Regions from separate parts of the Mus musculus genome. Here all the other regions are linked to region 4. The links are chromatin contacts, called in public Hi-C and HiChIP or PLAC-seq maps. All regions are on one chromosome and are shown on one strand. The core of a region is the stretch at or near the end of the contact, and the rest is flanking DNA. Distances in the headings are between cores, read along the strand shown. Region 1 has its middle 14 kb from the start of Bcat1. Region 2 overlaps Lrmp (lymphoid-restricted membrane protein). Region 3 overlaps Bcat1 (branched chain aminotransferase 1, cytosolic). Region 4 holds the start of Etnk1 (ethanolamine kinase 1). Region 5 has its middle 22 kb from the start of Gm46721. Region 6 overlaps Sox5os3 (SRY (sex determining region Y)-box 5, opposite strand 3). Region 7 holds the start of Lrmp (lymphoid-restricted membrane protein).

Region 1 (4,296 bases), core at 1,118-3,617, 1.9 Mb before region 4:
AAACCACAACCCTGCTTCCGACAAGGAGCCTTCCAAAGGACCAGGCTTGGAACCCCTGAAAGAGACCTCAGAAGCCTACCTCAAAGTCTGAAAACAGTTTTAGAGCCAGGTGTGGTATCATGCCTGTAATTTCAGCACTTGGGACTTGAGTGGGGCAGGAGGATTGCTGTGATTGGAGGCTAGCCTGGGTTACAGAGAGAGAGAGCCTGTGTCAGAATAAGAAGGGGAGAAAGGAAAGAAATTGGGTGGGGAGGGAGAGGGAAGGAGAGAGAAAAAGAAGGGCGTTTGAGTACGTGCCTCAGTGGAGATGGTTCTAGAACTTTCTGTCCATCTGCTCCTTATCTCTTCTCTTCATTTGTCGGCTTTTCCTCACATTTCCCATCATCTCCACTGTGTACACTGGCGAACCTGGCCAATGCCTTTCCACAGGTAATTTGAGGGTGAGGCAAGAATAAGGTAATGTTTGGGGGTGACCTTGGGTGGTTCCCCTCAGAGGAAGCACTTTCCCAGCTGGGGCCCGTTGAAGTAGAGCCACTGACTTGCTTGGGGAAGTCTCACCACTGTATTTTCACTGGAATTTCCCAGCTTGACAAGAACCGTCATTTGCATCTGCACCAGGGAGGGTGGAGGTCTGCTGGTGGACCGGGGTCGTGGAGCTCATTTATGCTAAGTTGTACCTGCTGGCAGGGAGTGGTGTGAAATCAAAGTGGGATCAGGCACACCTGTCTTGGTTCTTATCCAGCTCAAGGCAAGGAAAGACACTGACGGGTCGGGGTGGGGGCAGAGGAGGGGCATGGGGGGGGATGGGATGGGACCTCGAAGATATGTCCACCAGTGTGTGTGTGTGTGTGTGTGTGTGTGTGTGTGTGTGTGTGTGTGTGTGTGTGAACTGACCACATGGATGAGTCCACCTCTATGTGTGTTGGGATGGAGGTGGGGAGTGGACCGACCATGTGGATGCTGTCTGCCAGGTTAACCTCACCTGAATATCCTCACTTCAGTCAGAAGTATGGAAGATTCCTTTCTCCTCTTCTCTTCTCTCCTCTTCTCTTCTCACAGTAGTAGCCCAGGCTGGCCTCACATTCATGATGCAGCAGAATGCTGGGATTATGTGCATGCGCTATGGTTTATGAAGTGCTGGGAATTGAACCCGTGGCCGTGCACTGGGCACGCACTCTACCATTCCTAGCTACACGCACAGCTGTAGAAGCCATTTTGAAATTTTATAAGATAATACAAATCCGAGTTGCTGTGTGGTGTTTACGAACATACAGGAGGCTGTCCCTTCCTTTTCTGGTTTGAAGACATGGTATATAAATTGTGCAAAATATAACAGCTAAGGCAGTAAGTGCTTAGGACAGGAATGAGGCTGCATCCGTGGGGGGAGGGGGGACGAACCCCATTCAGCATCCTACACACACTCTGATGGAAGTAGGGGCCAGGTGGGTGGGTGCCGCTGATTTGAGTAGGTAGTCAGAGTGAAGAAATGCATGCATGCCAGTCCTTCAAAGAAAAGAACACTCAGCTGAGAGATTCAAAACTAGCGAGTGACAAAACCCAACTCTAAGGCAACAAGGAAGCAAGCCACGATGGGGTGGGGATGGGGGCTCCTAAGCTCAGGACCTGAAGCTGCCTCAAGTTTGCAGTTTTAAAGAAACCCACAGATGCTCTGCTGCCATCTGCAGACTTACTTATAAGGTTGACGTTTCTCTTTATTACACACAGTGCCTCCCACTGAAAAGGGTCATAGTGTGTGCCTTTCGCAGGGTCTCCTGTAGCCTAGGCTGTTTTTGAACTCATGGTGTAGCCTGGGCTACATGTAGCCCATGCTGACCTCAAACTACTCAAGAATGACTTTATGAACCCCTGATCCTCCTGAGTGCTGGGTTTACAGATTTGCACCCCCACACCAAGTTTTTGTAGGGCTGGGGATCCAACCCAGTGCTTCATGTACACTAAGCAAGAACTTGAGCCACTAAGATATATATATACACATACATACATATATCATACATATATCCAGGATTGTCACCTGCTTTTGGTCCACAGAGACCAAAGCCAGTAACACCCAGAGGTCCCCACCCCTCCCCTCCCCCACCCCTAGGCAGAAAGGAAACAGGGCAGAACCAAACACAACAGTTTAAACCCACTAGACCATATCGCTTGACTAACAGTTAAGACAGACTTCTGGCTTGCTCCAGATGAGCATTCATGAAGGTTTCTCAGAACAGCAGAGGATGGTGGCTGACCATAAATCCCAGCAGAAATGAAGAATGGAGAGTCTGCAGGTTATCCTATCAGTGTACCTCAGGGTAGACTTCTCTATTTTTGAAAGACTTTTGTATGTATGTCTGTGCCACATCTGTGCAAGGGTCCATGGTCAGAAGAACCGTTAGATCCCTTGAAGCTGGAGTCGCAGGTGGCTCTGAGCCTTGTGTCACGGCTGTTAGGCCTGAGTTCCCGCTCTTCCTTCCTCCCCCCTCCTCTCTCCTCCTCCTCTCCCCCTCCCTCCCTCCCTCCCTCTTCTTTCTTTCCTTCTTTATATACTTTTTGAGCAAGATCTCTTGAGCGCAGCTTATGTAGCTGAGGGTGACTCTGAACTCCTGATCCTCCTGCCTCTGCCTCCTAAAATACACGAATTACGAATTCGGGTTCCCATGCTCTGTGTTTGTTTGTTTGTTTTCCGAGACAGGGTTTCTCTGTATAGCCCTGGCTGTCCTGGAACTCACTTTGTAGACCAGGCTGGCCTCGAACTCAGAAATCCACCTGCCTCTGCCTCCCGAGTGCTGGGATTAAAGGCGTGCGCCACCATGCCCAGCAGCTCTGTGTTTATTTTTAGACTCTGTATAGCTCCTCCTCCTCCTCCCCCTTTGTTGCTGTTCTTATGTGTTTTACATTTTGTTTGTTTTTTTCCCCAACATAATATTTTTATTAATTACTTGGGAACTTCATATCACACTCACTTCCTATTCCTCCCTGGTCCAACCTCCCACCCTTGTGTCTTCCCCCAAAAGATAAAAGAAAGTCCACCGAGTCCATTTGTATTACCTGTATAATCACTGGAGCACGGTCAAACACGCAGCCCCTTAAAGGAAACTGAGTCCTTCCCTGCCCCCACCAGACGCCATCAGCTGTGAAGAGCTACACTTCAGAATCCTTATCATGGTTGTTCAGGACTCTTTTCCACAGCTTCCTGTCTGGATTGGTTATTTTGGGGGGTGGTGTGTGTGGGTGTGTGTGGGGGTTGTCAGTCTTCTGTGTCTCTTATTCCCAGTTACAAGTCTGTAGTCATCCAGACTGCAAAAGAAACTTTCTTGCCCTTATCAGCAGGAGGCAGCAGGAGCCATGAACATCACCATGGCCTCTGGTGGGATCACAGACTACAGCCTCTCCTTTAAACCTCTAAACATGCAAACCGTTTAATAAAGGTTTGTCAAGAGACTAAGACATTTTGCGGGATTATTTTGCTTGGTTTTTTTTTTTTAATTTTTTTATTGAGTTAGATTCACATTATATAACCTTTGGTGGCTGTCAACTTTAGGCAGTACAGGTTGGCCTTGAACTCCCGATTCTCCTTCCTCAGCCTCCTACCCCAGTCACAGGTGTCTCCCTGGATTGCTAGCTTCATTTTGAATTTCTTCTCTCCTGTATTGGAGTTTGAATCTAGGACCTCATGAATTTGAAGTAAGCACTATGGCATACTTCCAGTCTTGTTTGTTTGAGACAGGCCCTTACTGGGTAGCCCAAGTTGGCCCCAAACTCGCAGCAATCCTCCTCCACACCTAACTTTATTATAAAATGTTGTTAGCAGTTACCAAATTTATAGCTGTAGAGATTATACCAGTGCAGCCTCACCAGCACCTGTGGTCCTGTGGTACCCATGACCTCATGACGACAATTGTGCCAATCTTTGCCAATCTGACAGGTGAAGTAAATAAAAATATACATACATATAAATCCAGAATAAATTGGAGATCATGATAACTAGGTACAATGTAGATTTATCTACATATAAACCCAGAAGACATTGATAACTCTTACAATATAGATAGGTCAAATGTCATAAACACTGGTGAAGAAATCCAGTTAAAATGCTAGATGCTGTGAAAAATATGAATCAGAATCGCCCTCTAGTGGTAGCTAGTTGGAAAGCAATGTTTCTGAAAATATTATGATTTATTATAATGTGCTCAATTGTGAATAATAATATATTATTATATGACATAATATTGTTATGATTTGAAAATATTCGAATGATGTGGAAATAATTCATATTACTGTGGAACTATTCAAGTT
Region 2 (4,216 bases), core at 1,501-4,000, 2.0 Mb before region 4:
CTTGCAAATAAAACTTTAGTCTACTCTTAGGAGTGGGCCTCCTAACCAGCAGTAGATGGCCAACACAAAACAAAGTCAATGGCATCCTTACAGGTTCTTTGTCTTAAACTGATTTATTTTTTCATTATAGGCCCTCTGCATACACATCGTGGCTTCCTTCTTATGTTTTTGCAGGTTTCCCGTGTCCGTGTGTGTTTCTTTGCTTCTTCCTTTGGCTTCTTCCTTCTGTTTGTTTTGTCCTGTTCTGACCTGTTTTTATCTTATTTTATTATTATTTCTTGGGTGCTTGTTTGTTTGCTAACAAGGGACGGAATGGGTGTGGATCTGGATGGAAGGGGAGATGGAGAGGGACTATAAACAGTTGGGAAGACAAATCAGAAAATAGCTTATAAAAAATCTAATTTCAATAAAAGAAAATAAGCCTAAAAAGAGAGATGGTTTCCATAAAATGTGACAAATGCAGTAACAGGCCCAGCTCCTTCTCAGGACAGGGAAATGTGCTCAATTTCTCAAGCTGTCCTTCAATGCATCTCAGGGCCTCAGGACTCCTGCCTGTCTTAGCCAGGCGTCCAGGACCTGTTGCTATGGCCTCCATTTACAACAACTCCTATCCCACCTGTGCCCAGGACTTCTCAAACCATACAAATCATCTTTACTCTCTTTCTGACTTGATCACAGCAACGTCTAAAATGGTCTACAAATCCCTCCTCCCTGAAGACTAGTGTTCCCTCCACTTCCCCGTTACACGAGTTCCCAGTGTCATGCGACAGTCCCCCTTCAACACAGTATTCTCTGCTTAGACCCCAGATAGTCCATCAAGGCTCTATTATCCTTGAATGTGTCAGTATATGTACGTACACCTGTAATCCCAGCACTCAGGAGGCTGAGACAACCATCACAAGCTCTAGGCTAACCTGGGCTATATGATAAGATCCTATCAGAAAAAATAAAAAATAATAGCATTAGTAGGTGATAATAATATATTCCAGAGCCTCAGTACTTTCAGCCTGCCTGCCAGTCCTTGGGAGATCCCACCCACACACTTGTCTGATGACAGGAATGTGCATCTCCTCCTTGGGTGGACTTACAGCACTGTGAAATCTTGTCTGTCACACTGCTTTTATTTTGCCTCAAATTCTACCCTTCTTCCTCCCTCCCTCCTCTCATCATTTACTCTTACAGGGTCAGCTCTGAACCTGCACCTGCCTCCTTTGCATGCGTTCATCTTGCAGGCTAAACTGTGGGCCTGGGCCTGCCTTCACTTGTGCCCATCAGTAATTTACAGTAATTCACAGTTGAGAGCCCATGTTCCTCACCACCTCCCGTCTCTGAGCTATGACAACAGAACTGGAACTTGCTCTAATTTTTAATAAGAGGAGACAGAGGCTTCTATAGTAGACAGTGTGGCATCTTAGCTACACCCCATACTAAAGGATAATTCCAAATAACAGACCCATCAGTCACCTTTGAGACATACATACTCTCACATACACTCACACAAACGCATTCATACAAACACACTCACACACACTCTCATATACTCTCACACACATTCATACACACACTCAAACACACTCTCATACACTCTCACACACATTCATATACACATTCACACACACACTTCACACACTCATACACACACACTCTCACACACTTGAAGGAGCAAAACATAAAGAGCCTTGGAGATCCGTGAAGCTAGAGTGCAGCCTCCAGCCTCTCAGTGGGTCTTTCCTCATGGGCGGAGTTCCCCTGCTTTCTGTGGGTCTTTGTGTTAACCTTATAATAATATATTCCACAGCCTCAGTACTTCTAGTCTGCCTTCTATGCCACCCCCATGGCTCTTCCTCTGTGACCTTTTGGGCTCTGATACCAGTGACTGGGATGTCTGATCAGCATGCTGTGAGCACACACACACACACACACCAGACACACACACAAACATACTCTCCCAGGCCTCCTCAGAGTCTTATGCTGATATCCTACACACACAAACACATGCACACACTCACACACACTCTTACACACTCACACACATAGGCCTCAGTCTTCTGCTGAGACATCCTACAGACACACACACTCACATACACACATTCTCAAACACACTCACATGACATGCACATATACATATACTCACACACACACATTTTCTCACACACACTCACATGACATGCACATACACATATACTCACACACACTCACTTTCTCACACACATTCATATGACATGCACACACATATACTCTCACATACTCATATACACATGCGCACACACGCTTTCACATGTGCACACCCACTCTCACATGTGCACACACACTCATACACATGTACACACTCACACACATTGTCACACATTCACTCATAGCTGCTGTTTTGCTCAACCATGTGCAGTAATGCCCTCATCACCTTGTTTCTGGTTGACGTCTGACGCATTAATGAGTGAGTGAATGAGTGCATGACAGTGTGGAACAAGGCTGTCTACACTGGAGCTCAGTGTGTGACCTTGCCCAAGTCAGTAATACCCGGGCTGTATAACTAAATTCTAGTAAGTTAGATTTTTCTCTTAATATCTTGAAAGTGTACGATGAGACTTCTAAAGAGTGTGACATAAATTCAGAGGGACAGATCCTACAGCTTATCACTGTTTCCTCACCAGCTGGGATGCAGCCTTGGCCACGCCCACACTCGTGTAGTCTCCATAAGCAGCAGGAGCTAGGCTGGTGCCTGTAAGAAGAGGAAACACAGGGAAGGGCTGGAGATGCATCAATCAAAAGAGGAAGAAGCAGCAGGGTGGTGATGTGGGTAGACCAGCAAAGGACAGAGGCTGGCACGTGACTGCAGTCAGAGGCCCCGCAGCACGAAGTCTGCTCTGCACAAACGGAGGAGGCCCGCCCCCCACCCCCTATGCCTTCGCAGGAGCTGAGCTGCAGAAAGTTCCCCAGTCTGTAGAGTGCCCTTTCAAACGGAGGACTGAGTGTTTCTTTATGCCTTTTTCTAATGCCAGAAGCCCTGTGGTATATACAGGGCTGGTAATGATCAAGGCATTCCACCAAGCATGGATGCTTCAGAGCATGAAACTGGGCAAAGGGACCCTTTGGGGACAATGTCATGCTTGGTAAGTTCTGTTCATTTTGCACAGTGCACAGAATGCTGGGAGAACACTACCTAACATGTGGCACTTCTCAAGAAACAATCAGCCTACAGTGTTATAAAAGACTATAAGAAATAATAAGGGCTGGAGAGGTGGCTCAGTGGTCCTTCCAGAGTTCTTGAGTTCAATTCCCAGCAACCACAGGGTGACTTACAACCACCTGTAACAGGATACGATGCCCTCTTCTAGTGTGTCTGAAGACAGTGTATATATATATATATAATTTTAAAAAGAAAGAATAACAAAATAGATATCATTTTTAAAAAAAATATTATTTTTCCCCATGGAAGTTTTCAGTTTTCCCTCCAATTTTAGACCTACATACAACTGAAGGTTCTGGAATCAAAAGGCATAGGATTTAGCCAGGTGTGGTGAGTTTAAAGCCAGCCTGGTCTACATAGTGAGTTCTAGGCCAGTCAGCATCTTAAAATTTGTCAGCCATAATGATGTCTCACTGGAGATGGCCATAGAGAAGTGCTTTGCCTTGGGAGCCATATGGACCTACCTGATCAGCCTGCCTGGCTGGTTCCCTGGATTCCTAGTGGACCTGGGCTAACAGTTCCATTATTCCGACCTGATTTTCTCATCATTATTCTAAGGGTGTGCTCTCTCTCTCCTACCAGCTGATCAGACCTGACTGAATCCAGTCAGTTTCTGTCAGATGGCAATATGTAAGGCCTACTATAATATATTGTGATTTTTGTTCCCACTGGCTTTTCTAGTTTGTAGGCCCCACTTAGGGGCTTGCTCACATGTTGCCCTGGAGTTCATCGACATTGTACCTTGCATGGCAGAGGCGGCTCTTGCTTCCTCCTCCTTCTCACAGAGAGGTTTGCAGTCAAGGTCACCAGAAGCCATGTGCAAAATGTCTGATCCAGACTCTGCCAACGGGAAAAGGCGGACAGCAGGAGAGCTACACAAAAGAAGCATTTGCCTGGGCGCCACCTCTCGTCTGCACACACCTAAGCCGGTTGGTAACGAGAACGCCAATTTCCTCTCTCGCAGAGCTACTTACCACTTGACGTCACAGTGCTCTCCGAGGATGAAGTCTGTTCAGACGATGGCTGTGT
Region 3 (4,224 bases), core at 81-2,580, 1.9 Mb before region 4:
TATCTGAGTGAGTGTGTATATGTGAGCATGAATGTGTGTGTATATGTGCATATATGTGTATTTGTGAGTATGTGTATGTGTGAGTGTGAATGTGTTATATGTGTGTGAGTGTGTGTGTGTTTGTGAGCATGTGTGCTTGTGTGTCTATGTGTGTGAGTGTGTGCATGTATGTGTGTGAACATGTGTGTTGGTGTGTGTATGTGTGTGTGCCTCACGCACATGTGTCATGGCACAGTAGTACAGTGTGCATGTCGGAGGGCAGCTTTCAGAAGTTGTTTTCTCATCTCACCTCTATGAGGCAGTATCTATCTGCCATGTCATGAGCTCCAGGCTAGCTTGCCCACCAGCTGCTGGCTGCTCTGTCTTCTTCCGGCCTCTCTATAGGAGTGCTGGGCTCACACGTGCCACATCCTGCCACATCTGGCTCCTTCCCATGTTCTGGGGATTCAACTCAGGCAGTCAAGCATATGTGGCAAACAAGCCGGTTCACTGGCCCACAACTGCTTCCTGGGCTTCAGCTATTTACCACCTGGGTCTAATGGAGAGGGCCTGAGGGCAGGCAGTGCGTGCTAGAGGCAGGTGTGGTGGAGACTCAAGCAAAAGGCAGCTGCAGAGTCTGTCAGCATCAGCTTGTTAGGCAGAGAGCATAAAGTGTGCAGCCAGCTAGAGTCAGGGCCCTCTTCATTGTCACTGAGCGGCTGCCAGCCTCTGTGTCACAGGTACAGAACACTGCAGTGGTCAGCATCCATCCTGGGGGATCCTGGCTTGTTGGTTTGTTCTTGCCGTCTTACATAGTATAGCTGAATGGAACTGACCTGTATGTCTTCATGACACACGGCCTCTGGGACTTGGAGTTTCTGATAATCCACTGCCCTCACTTCACGACTTTTCCTTGTGCTAGAGAAATTTATAGTCTTCCTGTATTTGTGGAAAAGGCTGTCTTCTGTCTTGTATCCATTTGCCAAAGATTTATCTTTATTTTATGCACATGGCCGTTTTGCCTGCTTGTATGTGTGCACACACGCACGCACAGCATAGAGGCCAGGAGAGGGCACTGGATCCCCTGGAAGTGGATTTATGAACAGCTGTGAGCCTCCATGTAGGTGCTGTGAACTGAACCCGGGTCCCCTACAAGAGCAGCCAGTGCTAGTAACTGAACCACCTTTCCAGTTCCCTGTTGTCCATGATGTGAAGTCTAAGTTCTCTCATCTCCTTTTGATGGGACTTCTGCTGTCTCTGCCTGCCTTCTGTTGTCTATTATGTGCTGCAGAGGCAGGCACCATCACAGCTGGCTTCCCCATGCCCACCTCTGCTCATGGGCCTCACCTTTTCTGGAGTGCCCAGCAGGCTTCACAAAGACTTGAAGGGGGTGGGTTATGTTCTAGGAGGCAGGCTCTTCACTCTTCCTGTGAGCAGTTTCAGCAACTGCAACTGACAGCTGTGTTTCTCCCTCTGAAATCATAACTCAGAAAGCAAACCAAAACGGAACTTAAAGTTCTTTTAAATTACAATGATTTGTTTATGTTGTGTTGACCGTGCATGCCGTAGCATGTCTGTGGAGGTCTCAGGTCAGCTTGTAGTGGTTGGCTCTCTTCTTTCCACCACGCGAGGCTCAGGGACCAGACTCAGGTAGTCAGCTTTTCAGGTGTGGCAGCAAACAAGCATTTATCCACTGAGGCATCTGTGTCCCATCCTTTTATCCCCCACACCCAAATTTAAATACGCATTCTCAGTATATTCTTTAAAAAGCTTTGTGTCACTAAGCTTTGTTTGGGTGACCTTCTGGGATGTGGACACAGGTCTATTTTAGACTCTTAAGAAGGATGTCTCACTGTTGGTTACAGAGGCATGGTTTCTCTCTTTATTACAGCCATCTCTTGGCGTCAAGAAGCCTTCCAAAGCCCTACTCTTTGTGATCCTGAGCCCCGTGGGACCTTATTTTTCTAGTGGATCTTTTACTCCGGTGTCCCTGTGGGCCAATCCAAAGTACATCAGAGCCTGGAAAGGTGGGACTGGAGACTGCAAGATGGGCGGGTAAGTCGGTCCCTGTGTCCTTCCTGTATAGTGACAGTTGTGCGCTTTCAATGGCGGTGTGCTTGGTAGAGTTCACAAGCGAGTAGCTGTCTGTGGTTTAAGATTTAGCTTTGTAAACGTGTTAGTTGTTGGAGGTGTTGCTTGTGGCCCCTCTAAGGCAGCAGTGTGGCATGGGTATTGTGTCCCACTCGACCGGCAAGAAAGACGCAACAAACTGGAATCTTCCGTGGCAAAAGCTTTATTGCTTACTTCTTCAGGAAGACCTTGAACCGGGAAAATGGCGCCGCCTTTATAACCCGCAGTGTGACGTTTCAGCACCCCGATATGGCGTGACGGCTCCTGATTCGTTGCTCGCCCATCACCCCACTATTACACTCCGAGAATGGGAGTGACTAGGCGTGAGTTCACTCTTGCACCTGCGTACAAGGCTTGTTTACTAGTTAGGCACAGCGGAGGCCAGCGCCATCTTATAATGGCGATTGCTCGCGGCACGGCTCTCCACACATGGGCATGGAGCAGTGACTTGAACCAGGGTCCTTTCCAGCTAGAGACTGGCCCTGGGGATGATGCTTTCACTTGGCTCCAGGGAACCCTGTCTGGAAAGGTGACTATTTCACTGTCTGCTTAGCCACAGATGGCAGGCTCACCTGCTGTGAAGGGGCAGAGGAAAGCCCTGCTTTGGCTCTGCCTGGCCAGCCTCACCGGCCATCTGTAGCTGGCAGGAAACAAAAGAGGGTTTGAGATGTGCTGGCCAGTTTCAGCGTTGACTTGGCTCTGAATTCAGAATGTCCCTCGGTGGATACAACAGAAGGAGCAAGTATCACGGACTCGTCCCTGGTCTGAATCAACTGGTGACATACAGAGATGCTCCTGGAAAGTGACTTTCAGTGATGTTCTGAGAGGTTTAGGAAAGTCATTGCCCAGGGATAGGCCTCTGATATGAGGGCTGATGGCAGCAAGATGCGAAAGGTATCCCACAAGCCCCATGTGCTCCCCACCCCCTACAGAGCATTTATAGATGACCAGCTTCTCTAGAAAACTGTAGCTTGGGCGCCTCAGGTCAGCTTCCTCTGTCTTTGTGTATGCAACACTGTTGCGTCTCACCTGAGCGGTATTTGCTACAGAATTAATTCTAGCCTCCCAGCTTAGCAGTCACCAGCACTTGCTGCTCTTCTAGAGATCCTAAGTTAAGCTCTCTGCCCCCGTGTCAGCAGGCTGGCAACAACCTGTAACTCCTGCTCCCTGGGATCTGAGGCTCTCTCATGGCCTTTATAGGCACATGCACATGACACACACACACACACACACACACACACACACACACACACACACACGGAGAGTGCATATTTGTGTTACTGTTCATGTTGCCAGTGAGCAAGGCAGGGACTGAGTGAGCAAGGCAGGGACTGAGTGAGCTTTAGGCCTGCCTTATTCACAGAGCCCGTGATCTAAGAAGATAGTAGAATAACAACTTAATATTATCTCACCTCACACCTTGTCTGCATCCAGCAAGCTTCACAGGGAGGGGTGGAGTTAACACAAGCCAGCCTTCAAAGCAAGTGCTCTGCTTGCATGCAAGTCTGCGAACCATGCTCTTTCCTGGTACCCTTGGAGGCCAGACGAGTACTTTTAGGTAGTCAGGGGTTGCCATGTGAGTGCTAGGAACTGAACTGGGGTCCTTTGCAAGAGAATCAAGTGCTCTTAAGCACGGAGATGTCTCTCCAGCTTCTGCACCTCTCTTGTTATTGTTTCTTGCCATCTCTGACTGCATTCTCTAATATTTGGAATTAAACCCTGTGAAGTGTGAATGGTGTAGACCAGGGAGATGGCAGGGAGGTTAACCCAGAACAAACTCTGAGCAGTGTGCATGCGTGAAGCTGTTAATATGTATGCTTGGACTCCTAATGTGGAGTATAAATGTCTCCTCATGGGAGAGAATATTGAAGTGCCCCTCTTCAGTCCTCCAGCCCCTCCATTATTTGTATAGTCCTTCACGTCTTGTCCCCTTCTCTGCCCATGCCAACAACCAGGTTTCATGGCACCTGTATCAGTTTCAAAGTTGGTCACTCTTTCCCATTGCAAGTTGCTCCCAAACCTTCCTGTGGGGAAATGTGGTCTCCCTCAGTCCAAGGCTGTCCCTGGGCTATCATGGTGACATCGCAGTTACATGAAGACATTAATGCCACCTGC
Region 4 (4,170 bases), core at 1,400-3,899:
CATGCTCTATGCTCAAGCTTGCATTTCCAGAGCCTCATACAAAGGGGGAGGGGGAAGAGAATACCTTAAAAAAACAGGCTATTCTGCTTCAGCTGACATGACGTTACATGTCTCTTTTGGCTATAGGATGCGTGCTTCCCTTTCAGAAATGAGGTAGGAGTATTATCTTTTACAGTTCCAGAAATAAAATTTTAAAAGAAACTATAACCATTAAGGAACACTAAACAAGCAGGCCACAGTGACAAAAGCCTTAAAGCCCAAGGCTCAAGAGGCCAGCCTGGTTTACAGAGCCAGCTCCAAACCGGATGGAGCTACAGTGAGACCTTGTCTCAAAAGAATACAAATAATGACAAAATTGGAATTACTAAACAAGGCCCCAAGGCACCACTGGTTTGCAGTGTCCTAGCATATGTAAGTCCCTCTAGGAGCTGGGGCAGAATAAAGAACCCTAGCCTTGACTTACTGATGGCTCCGCTTCTGATCCAAGAGTTCTGCTTGCACAAGGAGGGGATGAATTTCTAATTATTGATTTTAGAAGTGAGTAATATCTGTTAAATACACATAAGTTCAGATTATGAACCCAAAGGTTACAGTTCATAGTCACAGCATAGGTCAGGAATGGTGGCAAAAACCTGCAACCCCACCACAATGGGGTGCCAGTTGAGTGAGGGATCTAGCCACCTTGCCTGGAAAAAGAAAAATACATATAAGTCATGATTTACCCTCATCTCCTATATAACAGTCAGAATAGCTTTAAGTCCTTCTTTACCCTGGCTTTCCTTCACTAGATTTCACGTGAGGTAAAAGAGAGAGCACCTACCTAGGATTTCCTAGGCAACGATGACTTTAAAAAGAGCTCAACCCAATCCAGCAGACAGCACTTCACTCGACAGCTATTACCACTTTCTACACACAAATAAATGAAAGGAAATTCCAAGCTTCAAACTTGAAAAAGTCACTGCTAAAAAACAATATGGGTTGCCAGCACTGCAGTATACCAGGAAGCAGAACTGCCTTTAATTAGTAAGATATTTTCCAGAAATAGATTTTATTAAATTTTAAAACCCTCTCAAACAAGCAAGTGAATACACTATATTAACAGTCTAACATGAGGGCTACATACAGAGGTAGAGCACTGGCCTAGGATCCAGAGCTGCCTTTCCCAGCACTGCAAAAAATACACAAACAGATATGCTTCCATTTGAAAAGCACTTCCTTAAAGGAAATGCAATAATCTTCCAAGTTATACATAAAAATCATTTTGAATCAACTATTTCCTATATACTTGGCCAACAGGCACACCTTAAATGTCAAAGTCTTTTGTCTAACAAGTTTCTTCCCCAAAACATATGGGTCGGTCTCTTTCAGCTGCTCAGAACACTTCTAACAAGAATCGAAACTAAAACTCATAAAAGCCCCCAAGTGTCAGGAACTGCTCTGGGGCCTAGACACTACTCATGTTTTAATTATACTAAAAAAAAAATTTAGCAAAAAACTTAAATCAATAAATCCTGTATAAACCCCCAACAATGTATTGGAGTCATCAAAATGACAGACGTCTTGAATAATACAAATTACTGCTCAAATCTAAAACAATCCCAAACCGTTAAAATTTTACTAATTTGGCTTGTTTGCAAGGAAAAAGGAAATTCACCTTAGTAATCCTACAAGCTGTGCACTGAAAAAACTATAACCAATTACACCAGATAAATTGTGGGTATGGTGGATCATAACTTGCAAGTGCCTTTTTTTTTTCCTAATCCTAGCTTTTCGGGGGTAGGGGTATCCTTCTGAGAATTTTTGTCTTTAAAGCCACTGACTCACGAAAATATTCCCAGGCCACTGCTCACTCCAACCCTGAGCATTAATTCTTCTAAGACTTTACAAATTTAGAAACCTTCCAATTCAAGCCTTCCTATAACGCACGGCATAGCGTTCCCTAGCATCCTGGCGTGGGCAGCAGCAGGTCCCCGGTCATTCCGCTTTGGAAAGGAGTTGTTCTCCCGCGGCTCGGAGATGGGGATGTGGGAAGATCTCGGGCTGGATAAGGCAGGGATGGGAGGGAAGCGCAGGGGAGGGAGGGCAGCGGAGAGGACCGCGGGAGGCGGATGGGCTGCGGGGTCTGGGAGGAGAGGCATGACGAGGGCCGCGGCAGCCATCCCCGGGAGCCTCTTCAGGGGCCGGGCAGACGTCGCTGACGCGGCGGCTTCGGGAAGGAAACCCGGTGCCCGTCCGGCCTCACCTGCAGGGTCACCTCCCGGGGGTCCCAGTGCGGCCGCAGGTGCCGCAGCAGGCTCAGGGCGCCGTCGCGGCAGCGCTGCTCCTCCTGGTCCTGCACCGTCACGTCGAGCTTCGGCACCTCGGGCGAGCCGGGCGGGACGTGGATGTAATTGGCCATGGCCCAGGCGACGGCGGACACGACCACGACGACCACGGCGACGGCGACCACGAGCGCGGCGGGCGCCGGCAGGCTGCTGGACCCTTCCGTCCCGGGGCGCCCTCGGCGGAGGGCTGCGGCCGCTCGGACGCACGGGCGGGCGGCGGGGGCAACCGGGCGGCCGGACGGGGTGCGCAGTGCAGAGACGCGGAGGCACGGCCGCTCTCGGGAAGATGCCTCAGTGCGCTAGACCGCGGGCGGCCGCGAAGCATGCCGGGACTGGCCTGACGCTAGCGTCACGCCGGGGGCGGAGCCTCGGCTGCGTCAGGCGGCTGGCGGGGTGGCGAACCCCGCGGCACAATGGGCGGGCCTCGGGGCTCTTGGGGATCGGGGTCTCGGGGAGCGCGCACCGCCAGGCACTCCGCTACTGTGGGGTTGGCTGGGCTCCTGCACCCGAAGGAGTCCGAGCGCGGCCGAGCCCAGCCGGAGCGCTTACGAGCCTTGCCGAACACTGCCGAGCCCTGCCGGAGCACTGTCGAGCTTTGCCGAGCCCTACCGGGGCTCTAACGAGCCTTGCCCGAGCGCTACCGGAGCCCTACCGAATTCTGCCGAGCTCTGCCGGAGCGCTGTCGAGCTCTGCCGAGCCCTTTCGAACTCTACCGATGAGCTGTGGAGTGCTACCCAGCCCTGTCAGGAGTCAAGGAAGCGTCACCTTTCTAGATCACTAGGGTCGTGGGCTCTGCTTACTTAGGGCTGACGTTCTTACGGGACGCAGAAGGCACGTCCTGAAATAACCCTAAATTTAAGCTGTGAGCTTAGCCTGGCCTCAACCGGCCAAGCTGGATTAATTTGCTCGCCTTGTTCCTGAAGCTGTGTGCACAGAACTACATGCTTGCTTGGTTCAGCAACCCAGTTCCCTTTGACGGTACATAGAAATCACAGTATTTGGGGCAAACTTTACGTAAAGTGAGAGTAAACCGGTGACAGTGGTGTGATGACCTATACCTGTCCTAGTTCTCAGGTGCCTAAGGCAGGATTGCCACGAGTTCCAAACCAGCCGGGCTACATAGTGAGTTCCAGGTTTGCCCGGGATATACTTAGTCATCAGCCGACCGATAATAGACGACTGAAACACTCATTTTAAGGGTCAGATAGTTGACGTTGCTGAGAATTATTCAAAGCCGGTTATATAAGGTAGAGACTCGGAGGGAATTGGAAGGAAAGAAAATTAGATCTGTCATGCTAAATCATAGCGCGTCCTGGGACTCGCACGGCTACATGAAACCTCCTGTATCAGAAAGGCTCTGCTCTTTGCTTGTTAGAGAAATACTGGCAACCGGATCATCTACAAGTTTTTGGTCCGCCCTTGTGCTTTCCTTTTATGACGGAGACAATGGAGGTGACTTTCACCTTGACTTCTGGCCTCCCCGGGGCTGAGTACAAGTGAATAACTTGTGAATGATCAAATGTTGTATTACCCATTAGCACACATTTATGTTCTCATTGTTCTGAATGAGGCTACATACCTTTGTAAGTCACAAATAAGTCTGAGATAATGATAAACTTCCTACACTAAAAAGTGGGAAATCCACTCCTGCATTTTTGCAACATTGTAAATTTATTGACCATTTTCCAGACTTGAGTATGTGTTTTTAAAAACCACTATGTAGCCCAGCAGTGGTGGTGAACGCCTTTAATCCCAGCACTTGGGAGGCAGAGGCAGGCATTTCTGAGTTCGAGGCCAGCCTGGTCTACAAAGTGAGTTCCAGGACAGCCAGGGCTACACAGAGAAA
Region 5 (3,734 bases), core at 1,143-3,642, 1.8 Mb before region 4:
CGGTGTCACATGCAAGCCAAAACCTGTACACATAAAATTAAAAAGGGAAGAACTTAAAATAACCCAAACCCCAAAATAATGAGATTATTATTTTTCCTCCACAGAGCCTTTGGCTCCAGAGGGTTAGAGAGCCAGAGACGAACCCCAGAGAATGCGCCTGAGCGGGTCATACATCTTCCTTCACTGTTTCACGATGGGAAGTAGACGCTAAGAAACCATGGCTGCTTCAGAACAATACATTAGTTCTTTACTCGACAAATCCCAACTTACCTCGATTGCCTAAAAACAAAAAATCCTACAACACAGCCTGTGCAAGCACTGGGAATATTGACCTCAGTTGCTATACGGTTCTGCAGTTGGGAACTTAGGGAGATAGAGCTGTAGGCTCGATTGACCTGAAGAGTATGGCCATTCTGACCACCCACGCTTCGGCTGGACTCTCACAGGCACGGAGACAAGTGGGTGTTGTGGTTATTTAGTAGCATGGCTGCCCAGCCAGCTCTTCCTGGCACTTCCATTCCTTTCTTTGGCTCACAGTAGGGTGCAGCAGCATCACATGGGCCGTGTGTGTCGCCGTGGAATGGTCTAGACTGGCAGACCTTGATGGGGTTGTGCAGGAGGAACATTGATTGACAGCCACCTTCAGTGTGGTCCCCACCCTGCTCGCCAGCCCCCTTCCTCTGCATCAAGATCTTCTCCCCTGCATGTACTCTAGCCTTGTTGCTTCTCCAATAATATACAAATAACAGTGTCATATACTTCACAGTGATAAGGCAATTACATGAAATTGTTTTTACAATGTCTTAGTTCCCCCGTCCATCAGGAAGATCTCAGTTGCTAAGACCCTTAGTCTGCATTATTGCTGTGTGGAGCTTGTGTCTGCTGTGGAGGCCAGAGGCCTAGTCTACGTTGGATGCCTTCTTCAGTGGCTCTCCATCTTGTGTTTTTGAGACAAGGTCTCTTATTGATCCTGGAGCTCATCTGTTTGGCTGGGCTGGTTGTCTACAAGCCCTGGCTGTCTCCCTGTCTCACCTTCTATAGAGATGGAACTGCAGAAATAGTTCATTACTCTCAGGTTTTACAGTGGTGCTGGAGACTGAACCCAGGCTGTGAGCTCTTTGCTGACTGAACATCACTTTCCCTATAACATCCTCCTGCCCCCCACCCCACCCCCCGTGTGTATGTGTGGGTGTGTGTTCAAGAGAGAGGGAATGGATGTAGGTAACACACAAGTACATGTTCCAGTGTGCAAGGTGCGTGTGGAGGCCAGGGGTGTGGGATTCCCCTGGGTGGTTGTGAAACACTCATTGTGGGTGCTGGAAACTGAACTCAGATCATATGTGCCCTTAGCCAGTGAGCCATCTCTCTAGCGGCCTCCGCCAGCCTTATTTCTACTGACTCCTACATACAGAACCCACCCAAAAACATGCAGAATACAAAAGGGAGAAAGCGTCTTATTGATGCGATTGATATTTGCAAGCAGAGAACTTAGCATGCCACAGTTATTTATTGTGCATCTGCGGCTCTAACATATAACCTTACTTGGAGGCTGAGGACCATTTTGCTTCAGTCGAGAGAGGAAATGGTCTATTAGAGGGCAGTTATGGATGTGGTCTGTCCATCCCTAAACAAGGCAGCAGTTTAATTCCCAAAGTCTCACATCAATGGTAATAAGAGAAGAGAAACTTAATGTGACCACCATTGTTACAAGTAGGCCTCATGGGGAATGACTTGATTAGATGAGTTCATTTGGGTGGACCCTTCATGATGGAATCAAGTTCTGGTGGCTTAATGAGGAAGTGGGGAAAGAATAGACAAGTGCAGAAATAGACCCGCACCCTTACTGTGCCACAAGGCAACCCCTCAGTAGAGCTTGCTTGAGCCTTCTGGACCTTCAGCCTTCAAACTTGTAAGTTAAAAAATGTTTCTTTATGAAGTTAGCATACCTCAGGTATGTTGCCATAGTAATGCAAACAAGATACAACAACCCAGAAGAATAAACAAATAAATGTTCATGTAGCTAAATTGTTGCCAAAGAAAACCACAAGGAGACATGAAGACATTCAACACAAAATGTTTGAAAGGCAACATTGAAGTTGAAGTCAGTCCTGTGAGCCATGAAGGGGGAAGGAGAAAGCTCTTCCTAGTGGCAGACTTGCTGTGGCTCTTGGAAGACTTGCCATGGCAAGGTGTGTGAGGGAGGTTTGAAAGAGAAGAAATTGGCTTCCGAGGGGGCTGTCTGTCTGCATTCTCCTTACCAGCTTGCCTGACCTCTTGGTTCAACTGCCAGGAACTCAAGTGTCAGCATGGCAGAGGAAGCCACACTAGAGTGGCTTCAGGGTGAAGTTCAAAGGGCTGGGGCACTTCCCCCACTCTTCACACATGACCACCCCTTCGCCTCCTGCCTACAAAGCATGCATCAACTTCAGCTTGTAGCTCCTCAGCATCTGTCTACCTACATCACACTCCCACCCTCTGAGGCCAAGACTCTGTCAGGATACACCTTTCACTCTCAAACCGTAAGAGTTTGCAAGCTTTGCTTTTAGCCTGAATGATCTTGACTTAATTGTTATTTCTCAACTGTTAACTGAACCTAAAACTTTCCAAAGAAACCTATAAATCTTGCTTGAGTCAGAGACCTAACAGGTTTAATCGAAAAAAAGAACCAAAACACCCCAAACTCAAACAAAACAAAACAACCCCCCCCCATAAGACAATATCAACACTAAATCAGAGGCAACTTCGAACACTGAAATATTTTATAAGCTAGGGATGGTGGCTCATACCTGTAACACCAACACTTGGGAGGTGGCAGCAGAGGATTATGGGATTGAATTCACTGTAGGCTGCGTGGTGAGTTCCAGGTCAGCTTGGACTACAGAGTGAGAATCTGTTCCAACCAAACAGAAAGGAAAAAATAAAAGAAAGAGGAGTAACACAAGTTGGAGATGAAGTGGGAGAAGAAGGAAGGAACTCTGACAACCCTGCACGTCAAAGGGCGCTTAGTTGAAGCACCTGTCCCGAGGAAAATCTTTTGCTGGCGGTTGCTCATCTCCATATCGGATCCTCGGCAGCCAGAATCATGTTGATAGCACTTGAGACAGTTCAAAATTATTCTTCACTTCTTAAAGAATTTTTTTATTTTTGGCAAGGAGCATACATTTCTTGTTTCAAGCCTAGGAATGAATACTATACCCCCTCTGCAGGGGTTAAGTCTCCGATGGCTGCAAGAGCTAGACAATTGAGATCTGTGTGTCAGCTGAGAAATGAGGATTAAAGGTTTAATTCTTTCTTGGGGGCTCCCTCGTGCTTTCATTCATAATTGGGATTTGTTTTAGTTTTGGTAAGAGGCAACATTTTATTTCTGGGCAGGGAAGTCCTATGTAATAGAAAATGCTAGAAGACAAAGGCTTGGGAAGAGAGGGCTAAGAGCAGGACACACTTGTTGGGCGTGGTATTGTGACAAGCTGAATGTTCTTGTTTGGGGCCCTTCAGGACAGAGCCCAGGATCCCTCTTCAATGCTGCATTCCTGGGAGGCTTTGATTTGACTTCTTCTCAGTCCTGGCTAACCTCAAGTGCCCGTGACTTCCAGCCACACTGCTAAAGGACACCCTCTCATTTGGTCACACCGACAACGCTGGTTTCAAAGGCCTCCATAGTATTTTTTTTAAACTGTTCTTCTGTAGCCCAGGCTGGCCTCAGATACTCCACATAGCTGAGGATAGCCTTGAGT
Region 6 (3,685 bases), core at 481-2,980, 1.5 Mb before region 4:
CGTCACCAAAGCCAAATTATTTTGAGATAGCCACTAAATATTCAGTAGCTCATCTCAACAAGAAGGTCCTTTGGCTGTCTAGTGTCCAATGCCCTTGTAGGCAGATGACTGTGTTTATAGGACAGAAACATCCATGCTCCCTTAAAACAAAGAAGCCCCTGGGTCCTTGGAAACTGGAGTACCAAGTATGCTATGTGCTGTTGTCCCGTTGAAGAAGGTGGGCCTCACAATTACCATCTTACCCAAGTGGAAAACTTTCTGTGCATTTGAGTAACCAAATTATGCTTCCAGAAGATGGGGATGTCCCAACGATGGCCAAGTTTCTGTGGTGAGTGACTCAGAAGAGCCCAAGAGGGCTTTCACTGAAAGAGAAATTAGTTGTGTGTTGGGCTGGGACTGGGGGAGGTGAGTGAGCTCATGAGGTGTGTCCAGTTTCCAGACAATTTCTGAGCTGTGCCTGCCTGTCATCATTTGTAGACACAGGGACACTCTCCTCTCTGCTATGACTGTCGATCACTAGAGAAGCTTAATGCTTTTAAAAGGAAAATCACTCTAAAATATCTCTCCTTACTCAGCGAATGGGAGCAAGAGCTTCACTGTGACTGAGTTAGAGCTATCGTACATATTGTCTTGATCTCCAGTTGCAGTTTAGTCACTACTTTGGAATAGTGGTAGTGAGGAAATAAATTTCATATGGCTACTCACACGTACCTATGCATGTATATTTGCATATTTCTACACGCATGCCTAGGCAATAAACTTGTAAATATGATTTTACATTAAGGAATAAATATGTGGACATACGTATTATGTATCAACGTGAGAGCTGTAGTGACTTTTATAAAATGTGGGTCTTGCAGCCCAGGCTGCTCTTCTAGAACGTCTAACCTGCCTAGGCTGGCTTTGAACTTGCAATCCCACTTTAGCCCCAGAACTGAGGGGCTATGGTCTGCACCATCCCATTTGGCTTTGGAGTAGCCTCTTGCTCACGGGGTGCTCTTACTTAAAACTGTAAGTACATATACACCACGGGTCAGCAACCCGCTTGTACGTTCCTGTGTCTGACATGGTTATTCAAGGATATTCTATACAAGTTAAATTTTGTATCTTGCTCACATATATACCCTGAACTGTAAATCTGTTGAGTGAGTCTTAAAAGGCAGAGTCTATTCAAAGTAAAAGAAATATTTAATCAAATAAATGAGAACATATCCCCCAAACTTAAGCTTTTTGGAATGAAAAACCTTCAAACTTTTAACTTTGTACATCTACTTGGCTTGTAAATGCACTGGTTGCCACACATACTGAAGTTTAATTTTAATTTTAAAAGGTGTACGCTTTCTCCTTCCCCCACCTTCCTCAGCCTTCTGCACTGATCGGGGACTCCGCGCATCTCTGCTCAGGTGTGTGTGCCCTTGTCTGTGATCTGCTGGTATCAGATGTTATTTCTGATACTGCCGTGTGTCAGCATTTCCAAGATAGTGTGACCCATGAGTGAAATCAATCTTACTGTGTTCTCTCTCCCAAATGAAAGAGGTCTTGGTTTCTTCCATCTTTCCTCTGAGGAGTTACACCCATCTTTCCCTCAGTGACAGGGGAAACTGTCTTTTAAGTGCAATTTCTGTTTCTCCCCTGATGTTTTTCTCTTGTTTATGTTCTGCCTTTGGCCATGTGGAACTTCTTTCAGGGTTGCACGTACAGCTTATCCATGCATGAGTCTCTGCTTCAGCTGCTGCTTCCTGCCGTAGAAGCTGCCGTTGTCGGACGGGGCCTGACGAGGGTGGCCGTGTTGCTGTTATCTAACTAGAGTTAGAGATAACTCTTCCATTCAAATGCTTTCTTTTCTTTTAAAAAATCTGGCATCATCTGTGGCCATGGATGATCCTGTAAGCAGCTGTGCTGATGAATAAGCAAAGTTCTCCCCATCACATTACGTAGGATTGTCAGAGTAATTTACGTTTACAGAAGTATTGAATTCAGATGCGCGAGGGTCTCACGCTGGCTACAAGTCACCTCCCGAGCACACACCTCCCCCGTGCACGCAGCCCCAGTGCAAACACATCCCCAGTGCACACTCTTGCTGGTGGGTCCTTTGAGGTGGGAACTTGGTCATGTGCATTCATTGAGCCTTTGTAGCTAAGTTACTCTAGTCTAAGTTGCAGAAGCACTTTTCAGAAATAGACTAGTTAACACTGGCCAAGTTAAAAGATTTCTGTCTGTGTATAACAGGCATCTAGTATGCATTAACAATTATGATTATTTTAGCCAACGCCAGCATCTAGCACAGACTTTTCTTATGTTGACTAATCTCTTAATAAGTAGATATATGCACAGTGAGTAACTGTCTGACTGTCCCTTTATAATGTGGATTTTTATAGAATGTTTCCACTTAGTATATCTTACTGAAATCATAATATATGCAAGCATTGTACTGAGGCCTTCATACTTAAAGGTGTTTTTCTCATATGGTGTTAATGTGGATTTTTATTGAATGTTTCCACCTTGTATATCTTAGTGAAATTGTAGTATGTGTAAGTGTTATACTGAGACTTTCATACTTAAAGATGTTCTTCTCATATGGTGTTGGTGAATCTTCCATCACTGGGACAAAACACGCGACATAAACAACTTAACATAGAAAGGTTGATGCTGGCATATGGCTTCAGAGGGTTCATTGCAAGTACTCTTGGCTCATCCATGGGTAGAAAGAATATCATGGTATCATGGTGGCCGGCGTGTATAGAGAGGAAATTCTTTATCTTATGGTGGGCAGAAAGGAGAGAGAGAGAGAGAGAGAGAGAGAGAGAGAGGGGGGGGGGGATGAGGTGGGGGAATGAGAGACACACACAAATAAATACTGGGGATCAGGCATAACCTCCAAGCCTTGTGCCCCTGTAATCTACTTCCTCCAGGAAGGTCTTAATATCCAGTTTCTACTACTATCCCCAAGTACTATACCAGCCATAGATCAAGCATGATGTAATGACATGAATAGAAGTTTCTAGAACTGTCTCGGTATCAGCTCCTTTTGCATTAGTAAGCAGGATGGACTAGACAGAGCTACATCATGTTCTGATTTACTGTAAGCGAGAACATGGTGGAAGGAAGGGGTAGAGAGGAAAAAGTGGAGAACATACCCAAGTTTAGCAATGAAAATAAGAACTGCTGGTAGGTGGTGTCCTGACAACCTCTCCCTTCACACCAGAAAGGGGACAGAATGACCATGACTGGAACAGGCAACCCAGGACCCAAGCAGACTCACCAGGGGCAGAAACTGTTTTGTCTAGAGGGAGTTTCTGTTAGCAACTTGGGATTTTGTGTCAAATACAATGAACTGTGTGTTGAACTGTGTTCAAACAGCACTCATGGTACATGCCTTGGGAAGCTGAGGCAGGAGAATTGCTGAGAGTTTGAGCCCAGCCTGAGGTACACAGTGAGTTCCAGGGTAGACACAGCCATAATGGAAGACACAAACCAAAATCTAAACAATTATTGGACTATTACACTGTTAATTGCAGATTTTTTTTTACTTGAAAATGTTTATGAACTTTTTTTTTCAGATGGGAATTTCCCTTTGTGATTCACCAAATCCCAGGCCAGTGCTCTGGACTCTAAGGCATTCTGGGCCAGGAAGATAGCTGTCAGTTAAGTGCTTACCTTACTAACACAAGCATCTAAGCTCAAT
Region 7 (3,794 bases), core at 590-3,089, 2.0 Mb before region 4:
ATGGTCTTGAGCAAAAACCCATAGGTGTGCCTTCTCTGGGCAGGCAAAATACACCCATCTACATGTGTTCCATGAATTCTGGTAGCTCGAGAGCAGGTGCATTGAGGAAGGAAGTCCACACATGAAAAAAAAAAAAAAAAAAAAAGCGCTTCTAATACCATTCCAACCAATTGTCTCTGGAGGCTGGGCTGGAGGACCATAACCAGCAAGGAACCCCACAATGGCCTTTGGGATGTGTCATAACTGTAGACACTCCTGCTCAGATGCCACAGGGAACCCTTGAGAAGGGGGACCCAAATTCTTACTTGCTCACAAAACACTGAGATGTAATATCAATTTCATCAAAAGACAGATGTAAGTGGCCGGTGGGTTAGTGCTCTGAGCATGGGCTCTGAAGCACCAAACTGGGCGCAGCTGCTTATCGGTGCCTCCACAGGGTAGCTCTTCTCACAAGAGACCCTTCTCCAAAGCCTCCTGAGCAATGACAACACTGTACCCTCCCTGATTTAAAGAACAGTTTTTATTGCTTTCTGAAACATTGAAAACCAGTGAGCTGTACAAACCAAGACAGTAACAATAAAATATTGAACAATGTTGCTATTCTAAAAGGAAGCAATTCCTTAAACGCCTCAGCCACTTCCTCAGGCCAACAGTGAAAAAGGTACAGAAATTCACAATAAACCCAGACCAAGCACCATTTGGGTCACGAGATAAATGAACTCTTATGTCTGGAAAAAAAAAATCTGTCCCACTAAATTAAGAAGTTCACTGAACAAAAGCAGCTGTCCGGTAAACGGCGAGGCACGCAAGCTTTACAATTTCCATTTCATCTTTGTAGAATAAAGCAGGTTTATAAATAGCCTGACATTTGTAATTTGACACTTGTCTTCTCACATTATTCTTGGTAAATGCTCATAATAGGCCTTTGGCTGGCACACAAAATTCTAAATACCCGTTTCAAAGGTAAAGTATATTTGAGCAGAGGAACGCACACAGTTTAACCCCAGCACTCTGGAGGCAGAAGCAGGTAGATCTCTGTGAGTTTGAGGTGAGCATAGTCTACAGAGAGTTTTAGGTCAGTCAGAACTACACAGTGAGACCCTGTCTCAAAAACAAAACTAAAGTGTGCATATATATCCATACATACACACACACATTTATATTAAGAACACATTAAAAATTTTAAAGCAAGTTTACATGTGTTTAATATTGATACACACTCTTGCACACAAGGGTAAGTTGCCTCTGAGCTAAGTAAGCCCCAGCTCTGTTTCATTTTAAACGGAAAGATAGCCATAGACAAATCTAGCAACAGCCTGGGGTGCGGGGAGCAGGGGAGGGGTCTATGGCCCTGGCCAGAGGCTGAGATCCCGGGAGCGAGAGCGAGCGATGCTAGCTAACCCTTCCACTGGCTAACCCAGCAGCTGGGATCCAGGAAAGCGGCAGAGGCTCTTCCTCCTCATCCTGGGCGACATGAACCAGAGTAGAATGAGCTACTTACACTGAACGCCCCTGGTCTTCAGCTCCTGAGTCTGAGTAGTGCTGGGGACTGTGATCTCCTTCTGGAATCGCTTCCTCTAGTTCTTGTAGCAGAGGCTTGCCTCATGCGCAGGCCCCATCCTGATCCCCCTGACCCATATGCACAGGTCAGCCTGGGTTTGAGCCGCGGGAAGGGCGCTGGATGCTTGTTCTTAGGCACAGGAAACTGGAAATATGCTTTTCTTCTCAGGGAAATGATAAGCGTAGGCTCAACTTCTGCAATTCTGTTTGCACGGGCGGGCGCAGCAGGCCCAGATCCTTCCACCCAGAGAGTCCCTAGAAGCAACTTAAGCTTTCTGTACTCCCCTCTTTCACCAGAAGGCTGTTAACACCGCCTCCTCTGCACCCCTGCACCCCTGCACCCTTGCGCCCTGCACTTCCTCTGCGCAGGCTAAAGGCCAGCCTCCTGGGACAATTGAATAGTTCCTTTTTTCCCCCTCCTCCATTTTTGCTTCACATTTTAAGGACATCTGAGGTGATATCCCTGAGTTTCATATTGCCAAGGCCTCCGGACCCCTGGCTCTATGTGCTCTCTGGCTATGGACCTTCTTCCTAGTGGGCACATCTTGCAGCCGCTTAGCAATGTCTAATGGTTTCTGAATGAAGTCGAAATTTTAAAAAAAGAAAGGGGGGGAGGGGGTGTGTGGAGGGAACGACAGAAACACCCTGAGCTTTCAGTGACACTTCAGTCACAAGTCACTCTGAGAAACTGTGAGGAACTCAAACTTCTTTAGAGAGGACCTGAAAAAATGAAAGCATTTAGAAATACAGGCTCTTGAGTAAAGCAACCCCAGAGCTCACAATCAACTCCACAGCTTCCTCGGGCTGTTTCGGATGAGCACGTGGCATGACTGGCTCCCCACGAGCTCGCTGTGACACCTGCGGCACACAAGTAGGATGTTCTACATTGGGAGCAGGGTGACAAGTTTAGTTTTTACACACCAACACGAGCTATTTAGAGGAAAGTGGGTGCGGAGGGAAATGCGTCTTTGTTTCGTTAACCTTTCTCCTTTGGACTGTCAATCATAGGAAACGGGCAGAGCTTTAGTACCGGAAGTATCTCCCCCAACACAGCTGGAAACTCACTGGATATTCCCACTGTGAACTCAGAGGTCATTCTCTACCTCTTATCTCCCACCACAAATGTCCTTGAGCCTTTAGCACTTCTCATTTGGCTCCCACTCTCCGCTAGCCAGCAAGACTAATCTGTGGCGTACTGATGACTCAGTGGTTACCAGGAACTGCTTGAGTACAAACCTTAACCCACTGGGCCCACCCATTTTGAATTAGGATCAAAGTGGGGGGGGGGGGTAGAGGGAAGACAGCCATCAGTCCCAGGCTCCTTGCAGTTAAAGCCTAACTGTGTGCCTGCATAAAACAGCACTGCTTATAACATCAGAAGCAAGAAGGACCACGGCCCTTTCAGCATCGTTTTGTATATAGAGGCATTCCCCAAAGCTGCTTGCGCGACCGCCTACAGTCGCTTATGCTCTGTAATGGCGCTAAAACAATATGAACAATGTATATTGAAATCTACACTCTTAAATATTTATAGTTCTTACTAAAAGAGGTAATGCTCTTTTGAGATAGGATCTCATATACCCCAGGCTGGTCTCTAATTTTCTATGTAGCTGAGAACTTCTGGTCCTCCTTCCTCTACCTCCCTAGAGTTGGAATTACACACATCCACCACCTAGAGCAGCTTGTGCTCTCATGCTAATTTATGTTACCCAAAAACCTGTTTGCAGTGTCCTGCATGTAGGCTAAAGGAAGCCTACCCCCAGCTGGCTCTGATTGGAAAATAAAGTTGCCAGTGGCCAATGACTGGGCAAGGAGACAGAGGCGGGACTTTTAGAATTCCAGAGTAAGAGAGGAGGAGGAAGAAGGGATCCCACCATGAGAAGGGCATAGGACAGACTATGCCAGGAAGGAGCAGGGGGGAGAGCAGGCTGAAATGTAGGTACGAGGGGGAAAGCAGCCCCAGAAGGGCTGCCCAGAAGGGTCTTGGACAGCAAAGATAAAATATATATTTAGTAAGTGTTAACTCAGGAATATCAGAAGGGAGTGTATGCTAGCTTCGGGGCAGTTTAAGTGCCATTTATCTAGGTAAGGTATATTAAAAATAAACCAACGTGAGCAAAAAGCTAACGCGAACCTACCAGGAGTATAAAGCAGAATTTTAACTATTTGCTGAGACAACCACTAAGTCTAATTTATTCAGTACAAAGACTGGACTTGAACCCAGGGCTTTGAGC

What was found. A called contact is a pair of places that touch in the nucleus more often than the background predicts. HiChIP or PLAC-seq counts read pairs in DNA pulled down with a chosen protein or histone mark.
Region 1: a Hi-C map of B cells shows a contact between it and region 4, with 6 read pairs. The contact joins the enhancer-like site here to the promoter of Etnk1 in region 4. A contact is called at or near these places in 4 of 39 promoter capture datasets (cranial neural crest, embryonic stem cells, maxillary cranial neural crest and 1 more), 1 of 484 Hi-C or Micro-C datasets (B cells), 5 of 115 datasets of contacts at active chromatin or transcription factors (embryonic forebrain, embryonic stem cells, large pre-B cells and 1 more) and 1 of 9 other capture datasets (embryonic stem cells).
Region 2: an H3K4me3 HiChIP or PLAC-seq map of bone marrow-derived macrophages shows a contact between it and region 4, with 5 times the contacts expected there. The contact joins the enhancer-like site here to the promoter of Etnk1 in region 4. A contact is called at or near these places in 1 of 39 promoter capture datasets (maxillary cranial neural crest), 2 of 115 datasets of contacts at active chromatin or transcription factors (bone marrow-derived macrophages and thymic regulatory T cells) and 2 of 9 other capture datasets (embryonic stem cells and macrophages).
Region 3: a contact with region 4 is called in an H3K4me3 HiChIP or PLAC-seq map of pro-B cells, with 6 times the contacts expected there. The contact joins the enhancer-like site here to the promoter of Etnk1 in region 4. A contact is called at or near these places in 8 of 39 promoter capture datasets (3T3-L1-derived adipocytes, the C10 cell line, cranial neural crest and 5 more) and 11 of 115 datasets of contacts at active chromatin or transcription factors (embryonic forebrain, embryonic midbrain, embryonic stem cells and 5 more).
Region 5: a contact with region 4 is called in an H3K4me3 HiChIP or PLAC-seq map of pro-B cells, with 8 times the contacts expected there. The contact joins the enhancer-like site here to the promoter of Etnk1 in region 4. A contact is called at or near these places in 5 of 39 promoter capture datasets (the C10 cell line, cranial neural crest, hippocampal neurons and 2 more) and 4 of 115 datasets of contacts at active chromatin or transcription factors (embryonic forebrain, embryonic stem cells, large pre-B cells and 1 more).
Region 6: an H3K4me3 HiChIP or PLAC-seq map of pro-B cells shows a contact between it and region 4, with 5 times the contacts expected there. The contact joins the enhancer-like site here to the promoter of Etnk1 in region 4. A contact is called at or near these places in 2 of 39 promoter capture datasets (cranial neural crest and pre-B cells), 1 of 15 datasets of contacts at CTCF or cohesin (large pre-B cells) and 3 of 115 datasets of contacts at active chromatin or transcription factors (astrocytes, large pre-B cells and pro-B cells).
Region 7: an H3K27ac HiChIP or PLAC-seq map of embryonic stem cells shows a contact between it and region 4, with 6 times the contacts expected there. The contact joins the promoter of Lrmp here to the promoter of Etnk1 in region 4. A contact is called at or near these places in 9 of 39 promoter capture datasets (the C10 cell line, the HPC-7 cell line, cranial neural crest and 5 more), 1 of 484 Hi-C or Micro-C datasets (B cells), 6 of 115 datasets of contacts at active chromatin or transcription factors (embryonic forebrain, embryonic stem cells, large pre-B cells and 2 more) and 1 of 9 other capture datasets (macrophages).

The regions. Positions count from the first base shown.
Region 1 is chr6:145,088,477-145,092,772 of GRCm38.p6, reverse strand. No RefSeq gene overlaps it. Among named protein-coding and RNA genes, the nearest start is that of Bcat1, 14 kb to the right of the region's middle. Within about 2 kb of position 2,367, at least 39 of the 459 cell types and tissues checked have an H3K27ac peak or open chromatin away from gene starts, as enhancers often do. A contact at or near this core is called in B cells and pre-B cells, where this site is marked.
Region 2 is chr6:145,147,790-145,152,005 of GRCm38.p6, reverse strand. Lrmp (lymphoid-restricted membrane protein) reads right to left here. Exons shown (of 19, transcript NM_008511.4): 5 at 4,162-4,216; 6 at 3,929-4,027; 7 at 2,649-2,719. Among named protein-coding and RNA genes, the nearest start is that of Lrmp, 28 kb to the right of the region's middle. Within about 2 kb of position 2,750, at least 45 of the 459 cell types and tissues checked have an H3K27ac peak or open chromatin away from gene starts, as enhancers often do. A contact at or near this core is called in bone marrow-derived macrophages and thymic regulatory T cells, where this site is marked.
Region 3 is chr6:145,017,002-145,021,225 of GRCm38.p6, reverse strand. Bcat1 (branched chain aminotransferase 1, cytosolic) reads left to right here. Exons shown (of 11, transcript NM_007532.5): 6 at 1,871-2,034. Among named protein-coding and RNA genes, the nearest start is that of Gm26666, 28 kb to the left of the region's middle. Within about 2 kb of position 1,330, at least 40 of the 459 cell types and tissues checked have an H3K27ac peak or open chromatin away from gene starts, as enhancers often do. A contact at or near this core is called in pro-B cells, where this site is marked.
Region 4 is chr6:143,165,709-143,169,878 of GRCm38.p6, reverse strand. It overlaps Etnk1 (ethanolamine kinase 1), which reads right to left and starts at 2,649. Exons shown (of 8, transcript NM_029250.2): 1 at 2,243-2,649. The coding sequence starts at 2,398.
Region 5 is chr6:144,921,604-144,925,337 of GRCm38.p6, reverse strand. No RefSeq gene overlaps it. Among named protein-coding and RNA genes, the nearest start is that of Gm46721, 22 kb to the left of the region's middle. Within about 2 kb of position 2,392, at least 40 of the 459 cell types and tissues checked have an H3K27ac peak or open chromatin away from gene starts, as enhancers often do. A contact at or near this core is called in pro-B cells, where this site is marked.
Region 6 is chr6:144,685,931-144,689,615 of GRCm38.p6, reverse strand. All of the region lies in intron 1 of Sox5os3 (SRY (sex determining region Y)-box 5, opposite strand 3), which reads right to left. It also overlaps a transcript of Sox5 not described here. Among named protein-coding and RNA genes, the nearest start is that of Sox5os3, 15 kb to the right of the region's middle. Within about 2 kb of position 1,730, at least 18 of the 459 cell types and tissues checked have an H3K27ac peak or open chromatin away from gene starts, as enhancers often do. A contact at or near this core is called in pro-B cells, where this site is marked.
Region 7 is chr6:145,119,814-145,123,607 of GRCm38.p6, reverse strand. Lrmp (lymphoid-restricted membrane protein) reads right to left here and starts at 1,839. Exons shown (of 19, transcript NM_008511.4): 1 at 1,502-1,839.